Linked DNA regions of Pan troglodytes: region 1 is linked to region 2. Evidence: chromatin contacts called from public HiChIP or PLAC-seq data. All regions are on one chromosome and are shown on one strand. Each heading gives the region's core, a stretch centred on a gene start, on an enhancer-like site or on the middle of the called end of the contact. The rest is flanking DNA. Distances are from core to core; before and after follow the strand shown.

What was found. HiChIP or PLAC-seq counts read pairs in DNA pulled down with a chosen protein or histone mark.
Region 1: an H3K4me3 HiChIP or PLAC-seq map of stem cell-derived excitatory neurons shows a contact between it and region 2, with 5 times the contacts expected there. The contact joins two enhancer-like sites. A contact is called at or near these places in 2 of 7 Hi-C or Micro-C datasets (induced pluripotent stem cells and stem cell-derived neural progenitor cells) and 1 of 1 datasets of contacts at active chromatin or transcription factors (stem cell-derived excitatory neurons).

Annotation. Positions count from the first base shown.
Region 1 is chr4:63,681,323-63,686,565 of NHGRI_mPanTro3-v2.0_pri, reverse strand. No RefSeq gene overlaps it. Among named protein-coding and RNA genes, the nearest start is that of PARP8, 310 kb to the left of the region's middle. Within about 2 kb of position 1,930, at least 3 of the 24 cell types and tissues checked have an H3K27ac peak or open chromatin away from gene starts, as enhancers often do. A contact at or near this core is called in stem cell-derived excitatory neurons, where this site is marked.
Region 2 is chr4:63,262,509-63,267,566 of NHGRI_mPanTro3-v2.0_pri, reverse strand. No RefSeq gene overlaps it. Among named protein-coding and RNA genes, the nearest start is that of ISL1, 16 kb to the left of the region's middle. Within about 2 kb of position 2,381, at least 1 of the 24 cell types and tissues checked has an H3K27ac peak or open chromatin away from gene starts, as enhancers often do. A contact at or near this core is called in stem cell-derived excitatory neurons, where this site is marked.

The DNA.
Region 1 (5,243 bases), core at 681-3,180, 420 kb before region 2:
TCTCTACTTTCCTCTCATCCATCAAGAATTGTGGCCCCATCTCACAAACTGCCGCGGAAGCCAAAATTGCAGGACATTTTGAGAAACAAGTCTTGAAATCTGCCTGAAACTAACAAAAGCCACCCGCCAGTCAACCAGAGTCAGTCGCTCTCTCTCTCTCCCTTTCTTCCCTCCTCTCCCCCACTCTTCCTTGTCTCCCGCCCCCGCCCCCGATCTTTCTCCAGCTAGCCTCACCCCAATTAACGCCCTACAGCCAGTCAGCCTTACACCTGCTGGAAAAATCTTGGTGGCAGTGGTGGGAGGTGGTGGTTTTGGTTTTTAGCAGAGCGCGGGAGCACCCTGTCACACCCTCCTGCGACCGCCCTAGGACCGTCCTCTGGAATATCTTGGAACCAGGAGCCAGGGAGGCTTTCCTCAGTCCCAGTCGTTTCCTGTCGCCGCTTTCGGTTTCTCTTCCCTAACAGCACCCGCCACCCCTTTTCTCTGAAATTCTCAAAGCAATTTCATCCTTTGCAGAGTTGCAAAGCTCTCCTACTGACTTGGGGTGTGCGGCTTAAAAAGGGGAGAATGGAGTAGCTCGAAAGGGAAGGAGGGTCACATTGAATTCTCCTTTAAAAAATTTTAATTTCATTGACACGTCTTGAAAGGTTTGTTTTGGTATAAGGCAAGGCTGCCAATTCCAAATACAAACAGACGGACACACACTGTGTGTATCAGATGTTGGGAATAAAAATCGTTTATTGATTGAAATAATAGAGGCATTATTTTGATTTGTCTTGACATGGACGCTGATTTATAGAGCTCTTCCCCCCAGTGATTTCTTCTTGTAGTCCAGACACATGGAAATGATAAAAATCTCACCAAAGCTCACCTTGGTGCTAATCAAGACTGCTCGATGCACGTTATAAATCTGATATAATATTTATTGCTTATCTGTATTCGAGGGGTTAGTCTCCATCCTAGGATTGTCCCTTTCAAAAAATTTTTTTTGGATGCATCTGTTTTCACTTTGCACTTTCAACGGGCTGGAGCAGACAATAGTGTGAAAAACATCTGAAAATATGAGGCGACAGAGCTGCATGTGTGTTTCATTTCTGCGGTGTTAGGGGAGAAAATAACAAAAGAAACACACACTACAACACACACGCACGCACGCACACACACACACCGGCCCAGGACCTCAGCACAAAGGGCGCGCTGACCCAGCGCTAACACACAAGACAAATTAAAGAAAGGGGCAAATCGGAGGAGGGGCTAAGGCGAGGGTCCAGGCATTTCGGGAAAAGATCAAGGACAAGGAGAGTTAAGAAACTGACCGTGGGCCAGGGAAGACCGGAGAGAGAGAAAGTAAAGTGTCCAGGACTGGAACTCACGTCCCTGAGGCTGGGGACAGTAAGTTTGCTTGTAACACAGACAGTTTTCCTTGACTGCAGGAAACAAGAAAAATAGTAATCATAAAACAAGCACAAATCCCCCAAACATCAGGGGGGTAAAACCCCCATTACTAGCCACCACAAACCAAAACCCAAACCGAGTCTTTTCTGCTGAATTGCTGCAAGATCACAAGAGACCAAGAGACCCGGAGTCAGGCTGTGAACTTGGGAAAGATAAGTTGCCCGGCGAGGTTGGAGGTAGACTGAGGAACGCCTTTTTTTGTGAAGGACACAAATATTTGCAGAGTTTAAAGCTGCAGGAATACAAAAGCAGGAGTGAGATTATCTGATTACGGATACAGGATGTCCGAGTTGTTGCCTCCCAAAAACGACTGCGTAAAAAAATAAATAAAGGCCAGTTCGAAAAGTGAAATTTTAATATCAGTGAAAGCATCAGAGGGAATCGGATTGAACGCGGCAGCTCCGGAACTGGACAACAGCTGCGTGGTGCAGCCAATCCCGGGGCCTGTGGGAACGAGCGACAGATCTCAGGACCACGCGGGCGAGAGCAAGGAGCCTCCCGGCCACACAGCCACAGGCGCTGCGGAACCCAGCCTGGACTCTCCCGGGCTGGAGTGTGCGAAGGGCTTCCCGCCCAGGGGCCCAGGGTGGTCTTAGTGAAAAAGGGATGGCGCTGCAGCGCTGACCGCGTTGCCCTGGTTTCTCCATTTCTCCTTCCCAAGTCTCTGCCTCTGTTTCCCCATGACCCGGAGGACGCGCCTACGGAAGAGACGTCTGGTCGGGGGGGCGCCGGGGAGCGGAAGGGGGAGGGGAAGGTCTCATCCATGGGACGCTGACACCCCCCTCCCCGCGGCACTCCAGCTCCGAAGAGCGAGCTTCGGTTCCGCCCGCCCTCCAGACCATTTGCTTATTCTCACTATTGTTTTAATTTATTGTGCAGCCTGTTGCGCCGCGGGCGCGGCTGAGTCATTTGGGGCCCTCTAGATGCCCTGCAGGGCGCCTGTCCCCGGACGACCACCACGCAGGAGCAGCGGGGGCACGCGCGTGTTTTCTTGTGGATAACTGCCTCGGACTTGGCGGGGCCGGTCCCCACCTGAAGCTCACCTCAGGCAGTCGCTAGAAGTTCCAATCCAATCGTGAGCTTTCCTCTGGGAGGGACAGGATCCCCTTCAACTCCTGAGGCTGCTCCTCTGGGCGAATCCCACAGTAACTGCGCATTTCTCTCCCTTTAGTGCTTTGGAAATTTAGAAAGCGCGCTTTCATTTGTACATCGCCTGCCGACAGCCCCTTTGCTGATTAGAGAAGCCTTGTTCCCCCTCTCCACGCGTAAGCACACTCATTTTTAGTTTTAATAAATGATTTAAAAATCAAAACAAACCTCTGAGTCAGTCCGCCCAATTTTATGCTCCATCTCCTCTGTGTATGTGTTAGATTCTCCCTGCCAATCGATGGGAAAGAGCATTTAGGGGCATTTGCAATTTCCTTTGTCACTTGCCACTCTGTGCGTATAGATTTTACATATCATTTGTTTACCAAATCAGTTCGTATTTTCTTAGCCCAGGGTTCAGGATTTTGCGTTTGTGGATTAATTGCCCAGTACCCAAAGGACAGGACAGTCAGAGGAGCCACCTGATGCAAGAAGGGTCAGCTCACGTTAGGACAAAACAAGGAGGTTGTTGTGAGCCCTTCTGCGGGCTCTGAATTAACTCAAACAGCCCTTCGTAGGACTTGTTAAAAAGACCGTACCTTGAAGGGATAGTGTGGTGCCTAATGTCTGCTAGCCTATAACTCAATGCATTACAAGATCATTTTTGCCCAGCCCAAAGAAACTCCGTAAATCCAATATCCCTGGTTGAAGATAATACGTAGTCACTTCAGTTCTGGCCATATGGTGCCTACCTGCATTCTAGTCTTGAACAGTCTCAGGTTCCTTACTGGGTCTCACTTATTGATTTTTTTACTAGATTACATCATAATTTAATATGGCTGAGTGATGTGGAGCTTGTGGATGATCCTTTTATTGCCCTGATTAAAATCCACACAGTAAGAAATTTTTTAAACGGAGGTTGATGATGGAAGCTTCCTCAATAAGTATCCTTCAGTCAAGAAATGATTGAGCTTTAAATTATAAGAATCTCAAAATTACTGTGCAAGTGTTTGGCAATCAATTTCAGGTTTTCATGACAACAGGAGCCTAGGCCATAGGATGGCAAACTAAATCCAATGATCACTTGTCTGCTTCTGCAGATAATCTTAAAGGAAGCTTCATTACAATTCACCCATCAAACAACTGGCATCTCAAAATGCATCAAGAGCTTTGTCTATGTAAGCAGACAGCACATTCTATGGCATTTGAATTTTATAAAAATAACTAGTTAAAAGATATATTTTGAGGTCAGGCTTAATTTTTGTTTGGACCAATTTGCCTTATCATTTATAAAGGTATCCTTAGATGTGTGTCGTTACACCAAGCTTTCAGCTGTCTCTAAGGACACATTAAGGTGAGGTGGTGATGCTGTCTAAGATTCTAAGGACAGCATTCATGGGTAAACAACAGACAAGTCCTGTGCCCTTACCATTACTTCAGAGCACAGCAGTTCCACTGGATTCAAGGTGGCTTCTTCCTACTCTTGTCTTCATTATTGAACATAATTTGATCTTATTTAAGATGATAATAAGTTCCCTGACAGTCAGAGCATGCTGGTCAGAGCAATGTCTCTTTCTTGTGAATGAAAGGACAATTAATAGAAAACCCTGTTGGTCTTCTATATCGTCTTTGTTAGGATGTGGGCAGAGTGAGTCAATAAATAGAATTTGAAATAAGCAACACATATTTGCCCTCCAAATCTTAAACTATAATTCAATATCTAATGGATTTGAGGAAAGAAAAAAGAGGTACCTGGTCTTCTGAGCTGATAGAGGGTTAGATTATAACCTGATTGAAGGACTGGCAAAAAGAGTAATAGACACAATTGATGGTGTATTTTCATTCAACCACCAGCTAGGCAGAAGAGATGTGGACCAAGGGAATTCCACCTCAACTTTCTTTATTCTGATTCCATGTTCACCAAGAAACTTTCTGATTATAATTGAAATTGCTGTTTATATCTGCTAAGTAATAGGAATGTATTTAGGTCTCTGAGTTTTTTTTGTATATATATATATATATATATATATACACACACATATATACATATATATGTGTATATATATATACACATATATATATACACACACACACATATATACATACATATGTACACCATAAACACACAAAACGTTTTAATCAATGGATTCTGGTCTTAATCACTATGGTTAAAGTGATTTTGCTCTGAGAGACAGTTTGCTAAGAAGTCAGGTTTCCGGCTAGGTGTGGTGGCTCACACCTGTAATCCCAACACTTTGGGAGACTGAGGCTGGTGGATCACCTGAGGTCAGGAGTTCAAGACCAGCCTGCCCAACATGGTGAAACCCCATCTCTACTAAAAATACAAAAAATTAGCCAGGCGTGGTGGCAGGCCCCTGTAATCCCAGCTACTTGGGAGACTGAGGCAGGAGAATCATTTGAACCCGCAAGGCGGAGGTTGCATTGAGCCGAGATCCCACCATTGCACTCCAGCCTGGGTGACAAGAGTGAAACTCCATCTCAAAATAAATAAATAAATAAATAAATAAAATAAAAGTCAGGTTTCCAAGCCTGTGAGATCTAGAATTAGGCATGGCAGACTATGAGGAGCTTTCCCAGAAAGATACCCAACCAACGTTTCAGAAATGGCCAATTACATCTGCCTAGTAGAAATACCACCTTATTGGCCATCTGCCCATACTTCAACAGACAGCAACTTTGCC
Region 2 (5,058 bases), core at 1,132-3,631:
TGCTCCCCTTAAATCAGAAAATTCATATCAATATACGTAGTCTTAAAGTCAGGATATTGTTTCCCCTATAGTTTCAGCGCAATGCTATCTTCCATTTCAGCCTATTTTCCCTCTATCCCATTCATCAAATGAACTTGGGTTTTCTTACAAATCAAAAAAGTTCTTTTCTAAGTTAGAAGCATGTTTGAAGATTTTTTTCTCCTTTGAAACAAGGTTTCTGGTTATTTGTAATTCTGTGTGTACCCACTTGCCCATTGACAACTTGCTTGGAGTTCAAGATTAAATAGATGACTTTGTGATGCTTGGCTGCTATTCACCCCGATCAACTTGTTAAACTCATAATGTTGACCTCTTTTCTGGTGTATCTTATCCTTTTGAGACTAGCTAAAAAGACAATATGCTTTCAGGTTACCTTGGAAGTACCTTGTATTTCCCTAGCACCTTGAATTTTAAGCCATAAGATCTATCTCATGAAATGTAACTGTTGTAAAATCCCATGTGGCTTTACTTAGCGTTTTCTTTTTTCTAAAAAAAAAAAAAAAAAGTTTAAAGAGTTAAGTTTGGATGGCACCCAGCCACTTTGGGTTTTTAATCTCATTCCTAATACGAGTGAACTGTCTAAGCAGAAAGTACTTCTTTTCTTATTTGTAAAGTTCAGTTTAGTCAACTTTTGTAAATGAGATTCATCATCCAAATGATGCCTGAGTTCTATTTCTTTAGGAATATTTACTTCCTTTTCACTAATCAACAATTAAAGATTTACGTCGCAACAGGGCAAATTGTTTTTCTTGGGGTGGGGCACAAGAAGAAAAAAGGAGGGAGCAATTTTTGTGTATTTATTTTAAAAATGTTCTCTTAAAAAAACGGCCCCACATCTTGAATTCTCAATAACTATTTACAATAAAAAGTAACTTGTACAGTGTGAGTTGGTATTTTTAAACTAAAACGCAAGGAGTTAATTCAAGGCTCTGGCAGCCGATTTTGTTTACTGATCTTTTCTGATTGTTGTTTTCTTGATAATGGAGCAAGCCACTGAATGGCTGTTTGAGCCCAGGCGCCACAAACATAAACTTCACAGCTTACAATGTCCCAAGCCGTGATGGAGGATCTCTCCACACCTCCCAGAGACTTCTGAAGTGTAGACAGAGAAGTTGGTTCACAGGGAGCGAAGGAGGGGGAGGGGCGGCAGGGAAGGCTGCTGAGCGTTTGCTGTGAGCATTGTTACTATCACATCCTTTAATTTTTATGGTATTTAAGCTGTTGGCTCCAAGAAGCCAGTTTCTCTGTCTCGAGGAAGCCAGTCTCTTCCCGGAACTGCACTTAGGACTCCTTGATTCTAATTTCTAAAAATTTATTTTGCAAATCTTTCTGCTTAATTATCTGTCCGCAAGAGCGCTCAGCATTGAGAAGCAAAAGATTCTAAAAAGAAAATTACATATATGTATGTGTGGGCATACATGCATATATACATACATATATAATATACACATACCTATATGTAATTTTCTTTATATCATTTATATGTGTATGTATACACACACACAGCCCCCAAAAGAGACCACCTGGATTTGGAAGAAAGATGTATGGTAAGATTGCTTTTTGCCAGGTTGGGAGGAAGGACACATTGATTCTCCCTTTCCGAAGCCATGTAAGATTCTGCTTAGCCTTAGAACTGCTTATTCCTTGCCTGGGATCCTCTTTCCATTACATTGATCAAAAGTTAGTGTTCATTTTGAAGTGATGTTATTTGTGGATTTGACCGAGTTAGCTACTTAATTTTGCGCGTTGTCCCATTGGTTCTACCCCCAGGTGCGTTGCCCAAGTCCAGCGGGCAGGGCAGCGCAGCGCCTGTCTGCACTCAGGTTAGGGGTGGGAAGTGCTGGGAATGGGGGACCCGGACACTGGTCTAACCAGCCCCGCCACTCCCGCGGGCAAGTCAGCCCTTGATCCTTTAAAGCAAGGACAATCGACGTGGTCCGAGAGAGGAAAATAAGGGTATTTCTGGGCCCTTCTCTTTCAGGAGTTGATCAGGTTGGCAGATCTGGAGGGCTAATCCAAACAAGGCGCTTGACTTGTGAGGTCGCGAGTCTAGACAGAGCTGGTGGCTCGGCGGCTCCTTATCTTTCCCTGGAATCAGCCGAAGAGGCGCTCCCCGGCCCACTCCGCTCGGCTCGCCCGGGTCCGGAGCCACCGCTCGACGCAGACGGCACAACAAACAGCACCTGAGGCTTTATAGCTCGCTTTATTGTTTAATGGAGAATGCGGCATAACATTCATTTGTCTTCTTGGTTCCGCGACCTGGCCGCTTTGCAGCCACAGACGCTGGGAACGGGCGTGCGCCAGCGCCCGGCTGTTATGGTCCCCATGTTGAGCAGCTCCGGGCGTTCCGCTTCGGCATCGCGCGTGTGAGCGCGCACGGCTCTGTCCGTGCGCCCTCAGGCCCCTGGAGAGGTACCCAGCTGCAGCCCCTTTCTTGCTTCCAAAGGCCGGAGGCGGAAGGGTGGAGGGACAGTGAAAGAAAGCTTAGGCGAGGTGTCTTTGACGAATCCAGTATCTCCTCTTGCTGCCTGGAAATGACAGTTTTGCGCCAAAGCCATTTATGGTTCGCAGGGTCAGTGGGCTCTGACTCAAGGGCAATCAATAAAAACATTTAGTTCAGTAATAAGCTGAGTTTTTTTCCCGAATGTACCGAGAAGGATGTGTCACCATCTTGGACAAGGTGTCCCTGCGTAGCCGATCGCGCTTTCTCCACTAGTGTAAACAAGTGGCGTGACTCTCCAGTGTTTTCATGACCACTTCACGGGACACATCATGGAAGCCTTGGTCCTCCCTAACCGGCTGCCACCACAAAGAGACTGGCAGTGTTATCCACTTGGGACCAAGGAAACTATTGGGACAGATTTTGTAAAGCCCTTTTTGGAGGAGCCAATAGCTGGGCTTGGAGATTTATAATCAAGGATTTTGTGGCTCGAATTCCAAATTAATTGAGATTAAGTTGTTTATAATTTTGGCCCTTCCCATGGGATTTGTTTTTTCTTGTTTCAAGAAAAGGGGGTTTCTAGTTACATCTTAGAACTGGCTATTCTAGTTTACAAGTGTGTGTGTGTGTGTGTGTGTGTGTGTGCGCGCGTGCGCCAGATAGAAAGAGAGAGATTGGCATAGAATAGGTACTACTGCCTCTGTCTGAAAACTACCTATAGATGTAGGTGAGAGTGATTTGGTTATGTGCCTAACGTGGTGTTAATGCAAGCACCACATTTCCCAGGTTTGGTGACAGCGAAAATCCACGTCTTCGTGTTTTCCCTGCCTGTTTTCTGTGTCACAGCTGTGTGTCACCAAGAAAAAAAACCAACAAAACACGGCAAAACACAAGTTTTGTGAAATTGAAGAATATCTGTAGGGAGATTTATTATCATTATTTCTTTCTCCAGAAAACAATCCTTAGCAATAACTCAGGCACAGACTTTTCTTTTTCTCATGGGTAAAGGTTACTGTTTATTTTGACCTGTCACAAATACAATGTGTTGTTTGAAACGTGTTAAAGTTAGCAGGTATGTAGAGATAATACTAGACAGGCCACTGAATATGATAAAGTAAAATATGGTGGGAATTAACTTTTAAAGGCTATGAAAGATTTTACTTTTTTTCTAATAGCTTTTTAATTAATATTCTTTCAAAAAGTATTAACTATTTTCTCAGAGTTCTGTAATAAAAAAACAGTAAACTTGTTCAATGCACAGTAAAGATATGATTTGCAAAATGTTACTTGTGCAGGTTCTATTCTGTGATTTTTTTGCTAATTTTAATTACTCATATTCTTGTTTAGTTTTAAATAAGTTTTCTTTCCCTCCATAAAAAAAAAATTGCCCACACCTAGGTAAAGACATGTTTTGTCTTAAAATTTTCAATTCTTATTTATTAGAACAACTATTAATTTGGTTTATTAATTATAAACAGGAGGTTTACTCTACAAATAGGTTTAACAAAAAAAAAAATTTATCCCTGATTTTTGGAAGGATTAGGAGGAAACAAAAAAAATGAATGAGATTTGTAAAAAGAATATGTACTTTGAAACAGTGTATTTTAAGTATGGAAAAACTTTTGGGCCCAAGTAGTAAAAATCTCATATTAAACTCTAAAAGTATAACTGATGGTTATTTAAATTTTTATTTCAGTAGTCCAAGAATTTTTGTTATAGGAGATCAGTTCTCAAAAAGAAATAGTTGAAATAAAAATAGGCTGGCAACCTAAAAAGCAGTGTTTCATTTACCAAAAAAATGAGTGATTTTGTTTTTAAAATACAGCAGTTCACTTTCACTAACATGGAACGGCTGATATCTAAAAAGATTACATGTGAAAAATATGGATTAGCAGTTTCTGAAGAATAACAGTTTTTAGTAAATTCTGAAATAATTCATTTACTTTCCTCCATAACATATGGAGATATTTTGGAGATCGCTACTTAGAATTCTGTTTTTGTATCAAAGCACATTTCATATTTTAAGACTATGATGTATTCTTAAAATCTTTGCAACTTCAAAGGCACTAGTCACGTTAACAGTTTATACATGGGCAAATATCTATCTATTTACTAGAAGTTGAACACTTGGGTGAAGGACGCTTTACTGCCGATAAAAACTTACCTTTTAGTTCTGTTATCCCATCAGGATGGACTCATAAGTCTCATTAATGTTAATGGAAAATGTCCTTGTCTGTCATGTGGAAAAAAGGGCTTGGAGATATTTCAACCAGCAATTTCTTTGTAGCAAGTATGCTAGGGCTAAAACCACCTGAGAAGTAATTTTGATCCCATCTAGGCCCTGGAAATATGTTAGTCTAATAAATGAAAATAAGCATGTGAAATGGTAGGATTAGAATTGACTTTAAAGACAAATGCATTATAGAAGGGGAAAAAAAGGCCTGAAAATATTTTTCTCACACTTCAGAATTTTAGGAGTAATCCCTTAGTTAACTGATAGTTCAGAAATACTGCTGCTAGGTAGGTGATATAACTTCTCTGCTACTGAGATCTAGAACCAAAGTTGCGCTATACTGCTT